Linked DNA regions of Mus musculus: regions 2 and 3 are each linked to region 1. A link is a contact called in public HiChIP or PLAC-seq and promoter capture Hi-C data. All regions are on one chromosome and are shown on one strand. The core of a region is the stretch at or near the end of the contact, and the rest is flanking DNA. Distances in the headings are between cores, read along the strand shown. Region 1 holds the start of Gtf2i (general transcription factor II I). Region 2 has its middle 30 kb from the start of Gtf2ird1. Region 3 overlaps Clip2 (CAP-GLY domain containing linker protein 2).

What was found. Promoter capture Hi-C pulls out the DNA fragments that hold promoters and counts their contacts. HiChIP or PLAC-seq counts read pairs in DNA pulled down with a chosen protein or histone mark.
Region 2: a contact with region 1 is called in a promoter capture Hi-C map of hematopoietic stem and progenitor cells. The contact joins the enhancer-like site here to the promoter of Gtf2i in region 1. A contact is called at or near these places in 12 of 39 promoter capture datasets (the C10 cell line, the HPC-7 cell line, cranial neural crest and 7 more), 3 of 115 datasets of contacts at active chromatin or transcription factors (embryonic midbrain, embryonic stem cells and regulatory T cell precursor) and 2 of 9 other capture datasets (adipose tissue and liver).
Region 3: an H3K27ac HiChIP or PLAC-seq map of embryonic stem cells shows a contact between it and region 1, with 7 read pairs. The contact joins the enhancer-like site here to the promoter of Gtf2i in region 1. A contact is called at or near these places in 2 of 484 Hi-C or Micro-C datasets (cerebral cortex and embryonic stem cells), 5 of 115 datasets of contacts at active chromatin or transcription factors (embryonic stem cells, extraembryonic endoderm stem cells and pancreatic cancer cells) and 3 of 9 other capture datasets (adipose tissue, liver and pancreatic islet).

The regions. Positions count from the first base shown.
Region 1 is chr5:134,311,409-134,316,044 of GRCm38.p6, reverse strand. It overlaps Gtf2i (general transcription factor II I), which reads left to right and starts at 1,285. Exons shown (of 34, transcript NM_010365.4): 1 at 1,285-1,662.
Region 2 is chr5:134,484,351-134,488,573 of GRCm38.p6, reverse strand. No RefSeq gene overlaps it. Among named protein-coding and RNA genes, the nearest start is that of Gtf2ird1, 30 kb to the right of the region's middle. Within about 2 kb of position 2,658, at least 16 of the 459 cell types and tissues checked have an H3K27ac peak or open chromatin away from gene starts, as enhancers often do.
Region 3 is chr5:134,537,443-134,542,107 of GRCm38.p6, reverse strand. All of the region lies in intron 1 of Clip2 (CAP-GLY domain containing linker protein 2), which reads left to right. Among named protein-coding and RNA genes, the nearest start is that of Clip2, 13 kb to the left of the region's middle. Within about 2 kb of position 1,982, at least 227 of the 459 cell types and tissues checked have an H3K27ac peak or open chromatin away from gene starts, as enhancers often do. A contact at or near this core is called in adipose tissue, cerebral cortex, embryonic stem cells and 2 more, where this site is marked.

The sequences.
Region 1 (4,636 bases), core at 36-2,535:
AAACGAAGGGTGTAAATATTGTTAGGGAAAATCGTAATAAAAACCAAAAAACGTAGGCGGCTTCTCTAATCAGACTGCTTCCCAGGAATCCTTAAAGACTCCGTGGAGTGCAAAGAAATCCAACATGGAGATTGTAGATGAGGCTTTGTGGGTGCGGTTTCATACAAGAAAGTCGACCAGAGAACGCCAATCCTTGAACCCGAATTCAAAGGCAGGGTTTTGGAACTACATCAAAAGAGTGGCTTGCACGGAAAGTTTTCCAGCAAGCGACAAAGAGGCTGGGAGGCTGGAAAAAGCCTTGTGGCCGCCACCTACCGAGAAGCAACGGGTGGGGGAGGGCGCCCGAATATTCGGCGGACATAAGCGGTGGGAAGGAAAAAAAAGAAAAAAGAAAAAGGAAAAAACAAACGAACAAACACCACAAATTCACCCAATTCTGTCCTTTGCATTAACAGCTAAGTTCTTCAGACTCGGGCTTTTTTAACTTTTGCATTTAACTTAGATGAACAGTTAGTTGATACTCTTCGAAAGTCATTGATCTTATGAAGTAGTTGAGAAAAATAAATATAATGGCCGGAGGAGGGTCTTAAGTTTACTTTCTTTGTAGCTGTGGGGACGATCAGGATTTCTTCAATTCTCCTTCTAAATGTGGAGCTGTGTAAAGACTCGAAGAGAGAAGAAATGGAAATCACGAGTTCCTCACCCCCTCCCATCCGTTGCCTGTCCCAAGTTTGGGCAAGTCCACTCTGGTTGCTTCTAAAGCCAGCTTTGAAAACATTGAGTTCTTTGTGTCCCGGAGCTGGGGGGACCTCCCTCTGCAAATCAGGCGACAGGCCAGCCCCGGGGCTCCCCTGGCCTTTGCAATGTCCCTAACTTTGCAATTTGCAAAGGGATGTTGGTAGCAAAGAGTTATTTAAGTGGAAGTTGTGGCCTGCTGGAGAAGGAAGGGGGGGGACACTAAGTTCTAGGTCTCACCCCACTCCCCTCCCCCATCCGGGCGGCCGCGCAGGCCCCAGGTGCAGCCATGTTCTCGCTCCCACCACCCGCGCGCTTCCATTGACAGTCCAAGCCGGAGAGGGCCGGGCGCCGCGGCGCTTCGCCTCGGCCTAGAGGGGGGCGGTGGGGAGAGAATCAGGGTTCATGCCGCAAGGCTGTCTGGGAGTTATAGTTCGGGGTACCCACCCGTTGCGTAGGTGAGCGCGGGTTCAGAACTACAACTCCCGGTGGGCGGTGCTGCTTGTGCGCACGCGCAGCGGCACCTTCGAGGAACAAAAAAAAAAAAAAAAAAAAAAAAAGGCAAAAAAAAAAAAAGGGGGAAAAAAAAGGAGGAGGAGGAGGGTGAGAGATAAGCTGGGAGAGCAGAGAAAAGGGGGCACCGGCGGCCCCCCCGCTTCCCTGCACGCGCTTGCCGCCCGCCTGCCGCGGTTATCCCTGGGCTTCGTCCCTGTTCCCCCCCCCCCCCCCCGGCGTCTGGCGACCCAGCGTGGAGCGAGGCCCCGCCGGGGGCGGCCATGCGGCGGTGACAGGAGCACGGCCGAGACGCACGGGCCCCCCTCGCCCTCTCACCTCCACCCCGTTCGCCAGCTCGCCGAGGCCCCTCCGGCCTACACTCGCTTGCTGTCCGCATCCCCCCCTCCCCGACCCTCCCCGGCTGCTCTTCGGGTGAGTCCCTGTCGCCTCAGATCGTCCCCTTTCCCTCGAGTGTCCCCTCCGTCGTCCCCCTCTGCCTCGGGGTGCCATGGCGAACAGGGGCGTCTTTATTCGACACTCTGCCCCCGTCGGGAGTGTGTGCACCGACTCGGGCGTGAGAGTTGGGGTCGCTTGGCGCGCTGCGAGTGGCAAGGGGACAACTTCGGGGTGAGGAAGCGGACGCGCTGTGACCCCCCCCAAAGTCCACTCTACTTGGGGGCCTTGGCAGCGGACGCGACGCGGCTTTTTTGGGGGGATGGGGCGGCTGGTGGTGGGGGGAGACGACAGTTGCACGCGCACACCCGTGGTGCGTGGGGGAGGACTCGCGGCGTTCCGCGCCTGCGTACATTGTATCCAGACGCGTGGACGGTGGTCGGGGGACTGGGTTGGGGGTGTTTGAGAGGGATGGTCTCGCGCGAGCAGCCCCCCGCGCGTGAACGAGCGGACGAGTTAGCGTACCCCGGCGGGGCCGCGCAGCCCTGCTCCTTCGCTCCTGATTGGCTGGGAGGGCTCGCTCGGGGACGCGCGCGCGGGCGCGCGGGGTGCCACGGCCCCTCCTGAGCCCCGTGGGGTCGCGCTCGGGTTCGCTGTGTGAGCGTTTGTGTGTGTGTGTATATGTTTGTATGTGTGTGTGTGTGTGTCGGGTTCGCTATGAGAGCGTGTGTGTGTGTGTGTGTCCGTGTGTCCAGGGCTTGCGGAGCTTAGGGCAGCAGGCTGCGTGCGATTGGCCGGCGGGCACCGTGGGGGCGGGGCGTCGGTGCCTGGTAACTGCGGTGGGGGCCCCCGGCAGGGGGGCGGGAGCCACCAGGCTTGGAAGCCAGTGCCCGCCCTGGCTGTCCGGTGCTCCGCCCTGCTCCCAGGTGGAGCCCAGCCGTGGGCTTTGTCCGGAGCTGGTCGCTTGCAGGTCCCTCGGGGCCAGGACTTTTTTTGGGGGTGGGGGCGTTAGGGAGGAGGAGATGGAAATAAACACAATGACCGGAAGGAAGACTTTAGCCTTGAGGCTATGAAAATAATCAGTCTGGCTTGGGCAAGCACTCAGCCTTCGGGGTTAAGAGAAGGAACGGGGGAAAAAGTTTACTCCTGCACTTCTATTTTTTTTTCTCAATTTTGCCCTTTTTTTTTTTTTTTTTTTTTTTTGAGGTGCGGGAAATCTCAGTATGGCTGCTCTGGAACTCTTAGGTAGAGCAGGCTGATCTGGAATACAGAGATCCGCCTGCTTCTGCCTCGCCAGCGTTGGGGTTAAAGACCAAGTGCAACCAAGTCTCGCCCAAGTTTTGCTTAATTTAAAAAAAAAAAAAAGTAAAACTTTAAGTAGGATGTTTTGTATCTCAGGCTGGCCTGGAACTCGCTTTGTAGTGGAGGCTTCCCTGGAGCTTCTGATCTCTCCTGTATTCATCTGCTAAGTGCTGGGATCGCAGGTCTGGCTCCGAAATTCTTGGGCCTCTTACATTCCTTTCCTGCCGCCCACCTCGCAGCTCCCTTTAGCACACCCCCTCCTTGCCTTATGGCTTTGTGCTCCTTGGCTGCTGAGAGTGCAGATCTGAGATGGTGCTGGTGGAGTGCCCGCCGATTTGGGGAACAGGGGATGAGGTGCAAGGCCGGCTATCTTTTCCGGCTGCTGTGCTGGCCCAGCCTGCCTGGTTTCCTGGGCAAAGTTAGTTTGTAAATAAGGGGGTGCAGTGTAAATAAGGTGCAGGTACAGTACCCATAAACATCTGGCTTGGGATTTGGGGTGGTTGGTATTTCCTATAGCAGGCTTTTCTTTCTTTTTCTTTTTCTTTTCTTTTCTTTTTTTTTTTTTTTTTTTGAGAGTTGCCTCGGGCTTCTTTGTTGCTTGCTCCCTGGGAATCTTGCCTCACACCCTGGAGGCACAAAAAACTTTCTGTCCGCAGTCATTTCCGTAAGGCCTTTCTTTTATGTTGGGGGGGGGGGTCACCAGTTGTTTTTGGTTACCCACCCCCTTCTGAATTGCTTGTTAGCCTTGGGTCATCCTTAGGCAAGGGGTTGCTAAAATCCATGCCTACCATTATGGGAGTAACCCAGGACCTAGTGCTTGTTAGGTAAGTAGTGTACCGAACAAAGCTCCCAGTTCCCTGAGGATTCTAGGTTGGCACTTTCACCCTTCAGTCAGCTTTCACCCTTCACCTCCCCGCCCCATTACTATTTGAAATAGTTTCACTAAGTTGCACAGGTTGGCTTTGAACCCCGTCTGTAGCCCAGGTCCTCTTTGAATTTGGTAATTCCCCTGTCTCTCAATTGCTTGTACAGCTGGGATGGATGGTGAACCTCTGGGGAGGGAGGGAGGTTCTGCCTTTGTTCCTTTCTATTTAGGTGGTAAACTCTGGTTTGGTCCTGTTCAGGTCTGCAGGCCCTCTGCCAGGTGTCTGCAATATAGTGCGGTGGCCGCTGGGTTTGGTTGTGTGTGTGTGTGTTTTTTTTTTTTTTTGGTTTTTCGAGACAGGGTTTCTCTGTGTAGCCCTTGGCTGACCTGGAACTCACTCTGTAGACCAGGCTGGCCTCGAACTCAGAAATCTGCCTTCTTCTGCTTCCCAAGTGCTGGAATTAAAGGCGTGCGCCCCCACGTCCGGCGGCAGCTGGGTTTGAATTCTTTCATCGGCAGATGTGCTCCTTAAACACATCAGGAAACTCCATTTGTGGACCAGACCAGCTCTGTAGTAGTCAGGTACGCACTGTCTGTGGCAGGGGCCTCAAGACTTCATCTGGGAGCCACTGGTTCTCCATCCCAGCTCTGCTTCTGTAGCAGATTGATGACATCATCACAGACCCCTGGGTTCTGCATGTCTGGATTGGGGCTTGACTGTGTCTTGAATTGTGTGTAACCCAGGTAAGGCCTGTAAGTTACAGTCCGCCTGCCTCCGTGTTCTGAGGGCTTAAATGATTTGTTACTATGACTTATTTAAAAACAGGATCCAACCCAAAAGACATG
Region 2 (4,223 bases), core at 1,409-3,908, 170 kb before region 1:
ACTGGGGACCAAAGATTCAAACATGACCCTACAGGGGCCATTTACATTAGAACCCACCACATTCTGCTCCCTGGCCCCTGTAAGCTTGTAGCCATATCATAATTCAAAATGAATTCATTCCAACACTGTTCACAGGGCTCTCTTGAGACTTCAAGGCAATCTCTTAATTGTAACCTGCTGTAAAACGTAATTATATATGTCCTATAAGCGACGGTGCAGAGAAATTGCTAAACTAGACCTCTCCGTGGGTGGAAAGATTTATTGCGGAGCAAACTGCCAAAGCTGTCTCTGGGAGGGGTCGGGAGGCAGAGTGAGAAGCGAGAGTGGGAGAGTGAGCAGAATGAGACGCAGCAGGGTGGGGGTCTGAGCCGACACAGGCTGCTGGGAGTCACCAGGAACTAGGTGCCCTTTCCGAGGTAGTTGACCTTGGTGGAAGGCTATGGGAGGTTCCTGAAGGACTAAGGGTAGTTCCTGGTACCCAGAAACCTGCCCTTATGTTTGCCTTCTAGATAACAATCCCAATGCATTAGAGTGATCATTAATAACCACAAGAAAGAGTCGCCATTAGGCTGTCTTAAAATGTCCTCTGACAACAAAATCCCGAACTCTTCAATTTAAGCTAAGCATGGTGGCACACATCTTGAATCCATTATTCAGGAGATAAAGGCAGGAAGATCTCTTGAGTCCGAGGCCAGCCTGGTTTACAGAGTGAGTTCCAGGCCAACCAGGGCTACACAGAGAAACTCTGTCTTCCAAAACCAAAAACGAAACTCTTCAGTTTGGTCTCAGGCAGATTCTTAGGAAAAAGCAGCCACAGTCTTGGCTAAAATGATGCCTTAGGGGGCTGGCGAGATGGCTCAGCGGGTAAGAGCACTGACTGCTCTTCCGAAGATCCTGAGTTCAAATCCCAGCAACCACCCATCATGAGATCTGACACCCTCTTCTGGTGCGTCTGAAGACAGCTACAGTGTACTTATGTATAATAATAAATAAATCTCTGGGTCAGAGCGAGCAGGGACTGAGCGAGCATGACTGACCAGAGTGAGCAGAGGTCCTGAAATTCAATTCCCAACAACCACATGAAGGCTTACAACCATCTGTATAGCTATGGTGTACTCATATACATAAAATAAATACATAAATAAATCTAAGGGGCTGGAGAGATGGCTCAGTGGTTAAGAGCACTGACTGGCCTTCTAAAGGTCCCAAGTTCAAATCCCAGCAACCACATGGTGGCTCACAACCATCCATAATGAGATCTGGCTCCCTCTTCTGGGGTGTCTGAAGACAGCTGCAGTGTACTTACATATAATAAATAAATAAATCTTTAAAAAAATTTTAAAATCTAAAAAAACCCCTTACTCCGGTTGCTAATATTGTTCCCCTGTGAAACCTCTGAAGTTGGGCATAGGCTACAGCTCTCAGATAACTGTTCTGCTTCTAGGATGCTTTATTAAATCTGGCTTACAGCACTCAGTGTTTTTCTTAGTCCAGGGACCACGCTGTGCTGAGACCCCAGAGGCAGCCTGGAGTGTTCTGTATATTGGTCCTTCATTCGCACACTGAGTGTCAGATGACAAGAAGGTGTGGGGGCCACTGCTTCGTCACTTTAAGGGCTCCAGGTGAGGGGGTTACACTCTTTCTTTGGTGTGTCTAATATTTTCAATCACCCATATGCCCCTAGAGTCTCAATTTGTCCTGAAGGGTGGCACCCTTATTAAATTTTATTTGTTTATTTATTTTTGCTTATTGAGGCAGGGTCTCATTGTGTGTCCCTTGATTGTCCTGGATGTCACTCTTTTTTTTTCTGTTTTGTTTTGTTTTGTTTTTTGGTTTCTCGAGACATGGTTTCTCTGTGTAGCCCTGTCTGTCCTGGAACTCATTCTGTAGACCAGGCTACCCTCGAACTCGGAAATTCGCCTGCCTCTGCCCCCTGAGTGCTGGGATTAAAGGCATGTGCCACTGCACCCAGCTTTCTACGCCCAGGAATAAGTCACATACTAGTCTGTGCTACGTGAATGATGGTGTCTGCAGATCCGTTTGGGCGGGAGCCGTCATCCTCCACCCCAAAATAGAGACTCCTGGGGGCAAGACACAACCTGAAAAAAAGGCAGTTTTAGTCAATATAGAGTAACTTACAGCAGGCCACAGCCTGGTCTTAGCACCAGCTTACACAGTAAATTTAAAGACGGCCTGGGGGGCGTGAAGGAGGGGGAGGAAGAGAGGGAGGATAGGTAGAGTGGGAGGAGACAGGGAAGAGGTCGGGGAGAGAGAGGAAGGGAGAAAAAAAAGAGGAGATTGGAGAAGAGAAGAAAGAAAAAACAGGGCAGAAAGAGAAAGGTGAGTTGGGGCAGTGAAGAGGACACAGTGGGAGATGACATACATATAAGGTATGCATGTATATTTATAGTCCCTCCTGTAATGCACAGAACTCACCACAAGGTGTCGCCCTCAGCTGCTGCACCTTCCGGTCATCTCTATGGCACTTAAAAGGCATAGAACCTGACTGGCAAGCCTGCACAGGAAAGGCACAAAGTATCTCCCTCCCGGCCCTATAGTTCCCTGGTGGGGTGGTCCCAAGAAGCCACCAGGCTTGGTTCAGACTCCTATGTGGCTATCCATCTGTCCACCTATCCATCTTAGCAACAGAAGCCAGCTAGAAAGGGGACATTCAATTCATTTCCAGGAACCCTTTAGGTAGGATTTCATGTCCCTGGACTCGGATCCCCCTTCCTATACCCAGATCCTTGTCTGCCGTTGAGTGACTCAACATGCCTTTGCTGGGGTCCTTGCTGAATTGAGAACGCATAGTTCTGGCTCTTGTCTGGAACCTTTCTCTCAAGTGACAACAGAGGGAAGAACTAGCTGTCCCCTATGCTGCCCTCAGAGTCACCCTCAAAGCCCCTTCCGTGGCTCAGCAGCTGCCTTTCCCCCTGCCCTACTGGACCACTTCACACTGGATTTCCCAGACTGTTTCGCAAATCGGGCGCATCTCCCTTTTGCCCTCACTCAGTCCACATGCCTGCTCTATGCTGCATCCACCACCTTCTGTTCTTCACCCCCCTAACCCCCGTCAAAGCTCCAGTTGCCAACTAGACACACCTGGGAAGAGGGGACCTCAGTTGAGGAATTGCCTCCTAGACTGGCAGGTCTAGGGGGCGTGTTCTTAGTTGATGATTGATGGGCAAGGGTCCAGCCCACTGTGGGAGGTACCATTCCTAGGCAGGTAGCCGAGCAAGGCAAGGACCAGTAAGCAGCATCCCTCCATGGCCCCTGCTTTGATTCCTGCCCTGAATCAAATATGGATGGATGGGTGGACAGGTGGATAGACTGTAACTTGTAAGTCAAATAAACCCTTTCCTCCCCAATTTGATTTTGGTCAGTGTTTTGTTGCAACAGAAAGCAAATTAGGACACCCCTTTAACCTATGCTAACCTTTAGGACACCCCTTTAATCTATGCTAACCTTTCTGAACCACTGTCCACTCTGGCCTGGTCCTGAGTTTCTAGCTCAAACCTTATCCTCCAGAGAAGCCTTTTCATGTAAGCACATGCCTCACTCACTCACTATGTTGTACACATACAACTACATAGGCACATATGGACGTCCACTGATATATGAGCACATACACTCATAATTATCCACACACACATACACATACCAGAATATTCACATGTATACACATACAGTCATCCACACAATACTACACACATATGTGTATAAGCATCCATGTGTGCACATGTGTATCTATACATACACTTACTTTATATACACATGCATTGCAGTTGCTATTTTTGATTGTCAACTTGACTACATCTGGAATTAACTAAAACCCCACAATGTAGGGCACACTTGTAAGGGATTTTTGCTTAATTGGAAATTGAAAAAGACACACCTTTAATTTGGATCGTGAAGCAGGCAGACACACCTTTAATCCAGATCATCACTTGAGTTGGGGGAAAAATATCCTTTAATCTGGGCCACACCTTCTGCTCAAAGCCTATCTAAGGACCCAGAAGGAGGAGGAAAAGGAAGCTTTTGCTTTCTCTGTTTGCTCTTGCCTTGTTAGCTCTCCCATTCCTTCACTGGCATTAGAGATTGCTTCTTCAGGATTGCAGTGTACAGCAAAGACCAGCTGAGACTTCCAGCTTCATGGACTGAGAAACTACTGGATTCTTGAACTTTCCTTTCATATCTAGCAGTGTTAACGTAGCTGGAGCAGA
Region 3 (4,665 bases), core at 733-3,232, 230 kb before region 1:
GCCTCTAGGCACTGTCAAGGGGTCCGAAGACCCCAACCAGTTTCCTTATCTGTTCTGTCACACTCTTCACATGTTTCACCGTGGGCTTGGCAGGAGTTACACAGCTGTGTAAGGCTTGGGCCTGGCTGTTCCCAGCATCCTGCTGACCCTGGTGACCAGGGGAGAGTGATGGGAGAAGGGTGGGGACAGGGACCCAGGCAGATGGACTCCATCTCTCCCATTCTCCCGAGCCTGAGGCACAGCTGGTTTAAAACTTGGACTTTGTTTTTTGCCTGGAAGTTGGCAAGACTCACAGGGAGGGACCGTCCCAGACGCAGCCTTTGCTTGTCTTCAGCTGGGAGGTCATGGAATCGGGTGACCTCTCGGTGACCCACGGCAAGCTGCCTGTGTTCCCTGATCCTCAGCCAAATGCAGTTAGAATGGTGTCCTGGGCCCTTAATCTCAGCACTGGGGAGAAAGAGGCAGGAGGATGGAAAGCCTGAGACCAACTTGGGCTATATAACAAATATGGAAAAGAAGGGACTCAAGCTGGCTCAGCAGGGAAAGGGGCTTGCTGCCAAGCCTGAAGACCTGAGTTCGAGCCCTGAAGACTTCTTCTGGAAGGAGAGAAATGACCAGATGACCCCACCCCCCAAGTTGCTGCCAAGTTGGAACCCTTCGTGCATAGGGCATGCATATATCCCTCCCCCCTATATATACACATATGTATGTGTATGCATACATATATATACATATATACATACATATACATACATATACATATATATTTTTTAAAGAGGCTGGGCATGTCTAGTGTCAGTCTAGTGTCTAGTGTCACCCTTATCGAGGGACCATCTCCTGGTAGAAGTGCCCAGTGAATGAGCCAGGGCCAGCGGCTTGGCTGGAGTTCTGGGCCATGGTGCCTACATCCTGCTGCCCTCTTCCCTGCCCCGGGGCCATATTACCTCATAGGACTTGGGCTTTCTCTTGCTCTACTTGGCACTGTTCCCCTCTCTAGGCCACTACCGCATTCACTGGGCCAGAATCCTGGGCCCTGTCTCCTACTGTCCTGTGGTGAGCGGGTCACCCCCAGGCAGCTGAAATGGAAACCCTGCAACAGAGCTCGGGTTTCTTCCCAGTAAGTGGCGATTGAGGACAGCACACAGGGGCCTGTTGCTTCTGTTAGACCCAAGTTCCCAGACAATGCTTGTGTGAACAGTGTCACCAGAGAGTTGTAACATGGGCCTCCTGACCTCTGTCAAGTATCTGGGATACTCCTGGTTTTACAAGCTTCCCAATTCAGGCACCAGGACCCCAGCCCCCTGCCTCCTGAGCACTGAGATTAAAATTGTTTTTATAGCCCAGGCTGACCTCAGACTCACTATGTAGCTGAGGATAACCCTGAACTTCTGATCCTCCCACCCCACCTCCCTACTTTTGGGATCACAGGTGTGCCCACCCTGGTTTAGGAGGGCAGGGGATCGAACCCAGGGCTTCATGCATACTAGGCAAGCCCTCTCCTGACCCAGCTATACTCCAAGCTTGGTTTATTATTTTATTACATTTTAGCATGTGTATGTATGTATCAGTTTTGCCCTTCTACCACCTGAGCCCTGAGGATCCAACTTAGGCCGTCAGGTTTGGTGGCAATTGTCTAAACTTGCTAGGCCATTTTGTCCACCTGGAACTTGAAGTCTTTCTTCCTCTGCCTCTCGTGCTGGAATCACTGTGTGCTGACCATGCCTGTGCTACCTGTATCCCAGATAGGTGAGAACCCCAAGGACTGTCACATGGCTTCATATCCTAAGGCCTCTTGGAGTGAAACTGGCTTCAGACTGCAGGCTCTCACTTCATGGCCTCAGCCATCAGCTGCACTGTGGCCAGAGGCCAGTGTATGGACATGTCACAGCTTTCCCAAGTCCTCCCCCACCCCACCCCCAACCAATTCTCTGTCCCAGAGCCCGGCTGAGTCACAGAGGGCCAGCTCAGCCCTCTGCCTCCTCCCCTCTTCCTGCTACCATTCTCCCCTCCCCCTCCCCTTTCCGGTCCCCTCCAGTCCCTGGCTGGGGTAGCAGGGACTGGCTGAATGCTGGCTTGGTTCTTTCCTGCCTGCTCCATGTGTTCCTTTGTTAGTTGAAGCAAGCAGGCGCTGTTCCCCAGAGGTCAGGGTCTTGGAAATGTTGTTTTAGGGCAGGGCCACCAGGCTAGGAGGTAAGGAAGAGGCAACCAACCCTGGGACCAGTTCAGTCATGGCTGCAACACTGAGACTGGGATGGAATCTGGGAAATTAATTTTATCTTCTCAGCTCCTGGTTCTATAAGTATGTGTTCTTTCTAAAAACTATTACTCGCTGTCTTTGAGAGGGAGCATATGCGTGCTGCATGCACATGTGGAGGGCTGTTTGCTGGGGTTGGTCTCTCTTACCATTTGGGGCCTGGGGATTGAACTCAGGTCCTCAGGCTTGGCAGCAAGCTCCTTTACTTTCTAAACCATATCACCAGCCCTCAGTACCTTCCTTTTCTTCTCTCTCTTCCCTCCCTTTGTCATTTCCCTTCCTTTCTTACTACTCCCCTCTCTCCATCCTTCACTTTCTCTTTCCTTTCTTCTGTTCACGTTATGTGTGTGTGTAAGTGTGTGCACATGCCTGCATCTGTGTGCACACACGCATGTGCATGTATGTGTGTGTAGTCCCAGTGCACACGTATGCACCTATGTGTGCATGTTTTTTCACTGCCCTGAGGATCGCCAAGTAGGCTACGTTGGCTGGCCAGGGAGCTCCAGGGAATCCCCCTGTCTCCGCCTTTCCGGCACTGGGCTTAAATGCATGTATCATTGCCCTGGTCACTATTGTATTGCTGTGAAGAAACACCCTGACTCCTAAAAAAGAAAACATTTAACTGGGGGCTGGCCTACAGTTTCAGAGGTTTAGTCCATTATCATCATGGAGGGAGGCATGGCAGGGGAAGGGAGGGGAGGGAGAGAGAGTCTGGTACAGGCTTTTGAAATCTCAAAGCCCATTCTCCAGTATAACTTTAATTTTTTTAAACCTTATTTTTAATGATGGTCCTTAAACGGTGTAACCTCTCTTTTAGCCCACTAGAGGTAGTGGAAAAGAATGGATACCGGGGAAGTGGACCTGTTTAGAAAGGTTCTTTGGAGCGACTTCCGTCTGTGTTGTGTGAAAGTCACCAGTTCCGTTCATAGGTCAGCAGCGGCAGCTTGATCCACTCACAAATACTTTACGGCTATATCAGCAGTCCAGTTCCGTAGTCAGGTTAGCAAACGTGGGTTAGCAGTGGTGGCACGCCCTAGCAGAGACAGGCCTCAGCCTCAGCACAGGTCAGCAGGAATTAGAATTAGGGAGGAATGCCAGGGAAAGTTCTCTGCTGTGCGTCTCCCAGCAAATCGAAGATCAGGGAAGATGTGAGACCCACAAGCATTGCACAGCGGCGAACTTGATAAGCAAGCTGATATGCCTCGATTACTGTCTACCGGGTACTCACATCTAAACATCACGTGTCTTCTACGGGTCTTGTCTCAGCGTGTGTCTTTGCCTTAGCATGTGTGTCTGTCTCAGCTGACACCACTCTGTCAATCAGCCCAAGTTCGAGGGAGCAGCAAGAAACTGCAGCATACCACCAGAAGTTTTTTGGTGCGTTTCTCTCTTTGGCATCCCAGTAAATGGAGCTCAACTATGCAATGTAAGGCAGACCAATACATGTGTGTCTTTAGCGAAGAATCTCTCATCACATGTCTTTTCATGTGTTTGCTTTAGCAGAACATTTTTTTTCTGTGTCTGCTTCAGCCAAACATTCCTTCCCGAGTCTGCCTTAACTTTCCACCTGTGTCCACTTCAGGAAAACACCCCTTCACGTGATTGTCCCAGTAAAACACCATCCAACATAACTGACTTTCCAAAGAGCCCTTAAGTTTCTACTTCACCCCAGTGACACACTTCCTTTAACAGGTCCACACCTCCTAATCCTTCTAATCCTTCTCAAATAGGGCCACTCCCAGGTAACTAAGCATTTGAATATATGAGTTATGGGGCCATTCTTTTTTTGTTTTTTTGTTTGTTTGTTTTTAATATTTATTTATTATATGTAAGCACACTGTAGCTATCTTCAGACACTCCAGAAGAGAGCATCAGATTTTGTTACGGATGGTTGTGAGCCACCATGTGGTTGCTGGGATTTGAACTCAGGACCTTTGGAAGAGCAGTTGGCACTCTTGACCCCTGAGCCATCTCACCAGCCCAATGGGGCTATTCTTATTTAAACCGCCACAATCCTCATGCAGGGCTTCTAACCATGAGCTCAGAGGACTGACTTTCTCTCGTGCTTCTGTGGCAAGAACCGCACTGACTGAGCCCTTTCTCCGGCCCTCTTTTCTTTTGCTAAGACAGGCCCTCCGTATGTAATGGAGGCTAGTCTAAAGCTCCATTCTCCTGCCTCAGCCTCCTATGTGCTGTGATGACAGATGTCACTCTAACACTCAGCTATTCCTGAACTTTTCTGACCTGTAACTGTTCTACTGGTAAGATGCCTGCTGCTTCTACAGCGGCCTTGGGCGTAGCCAGGTCACATCTATGCAAAGTGTGTGGCATACAGTAGGTTCAGTACTGTGCATAGTAGTACAGCATGGTGGACAAGCAGGTTCCTCACACAGTAGGTTTCTTGGGTGTTA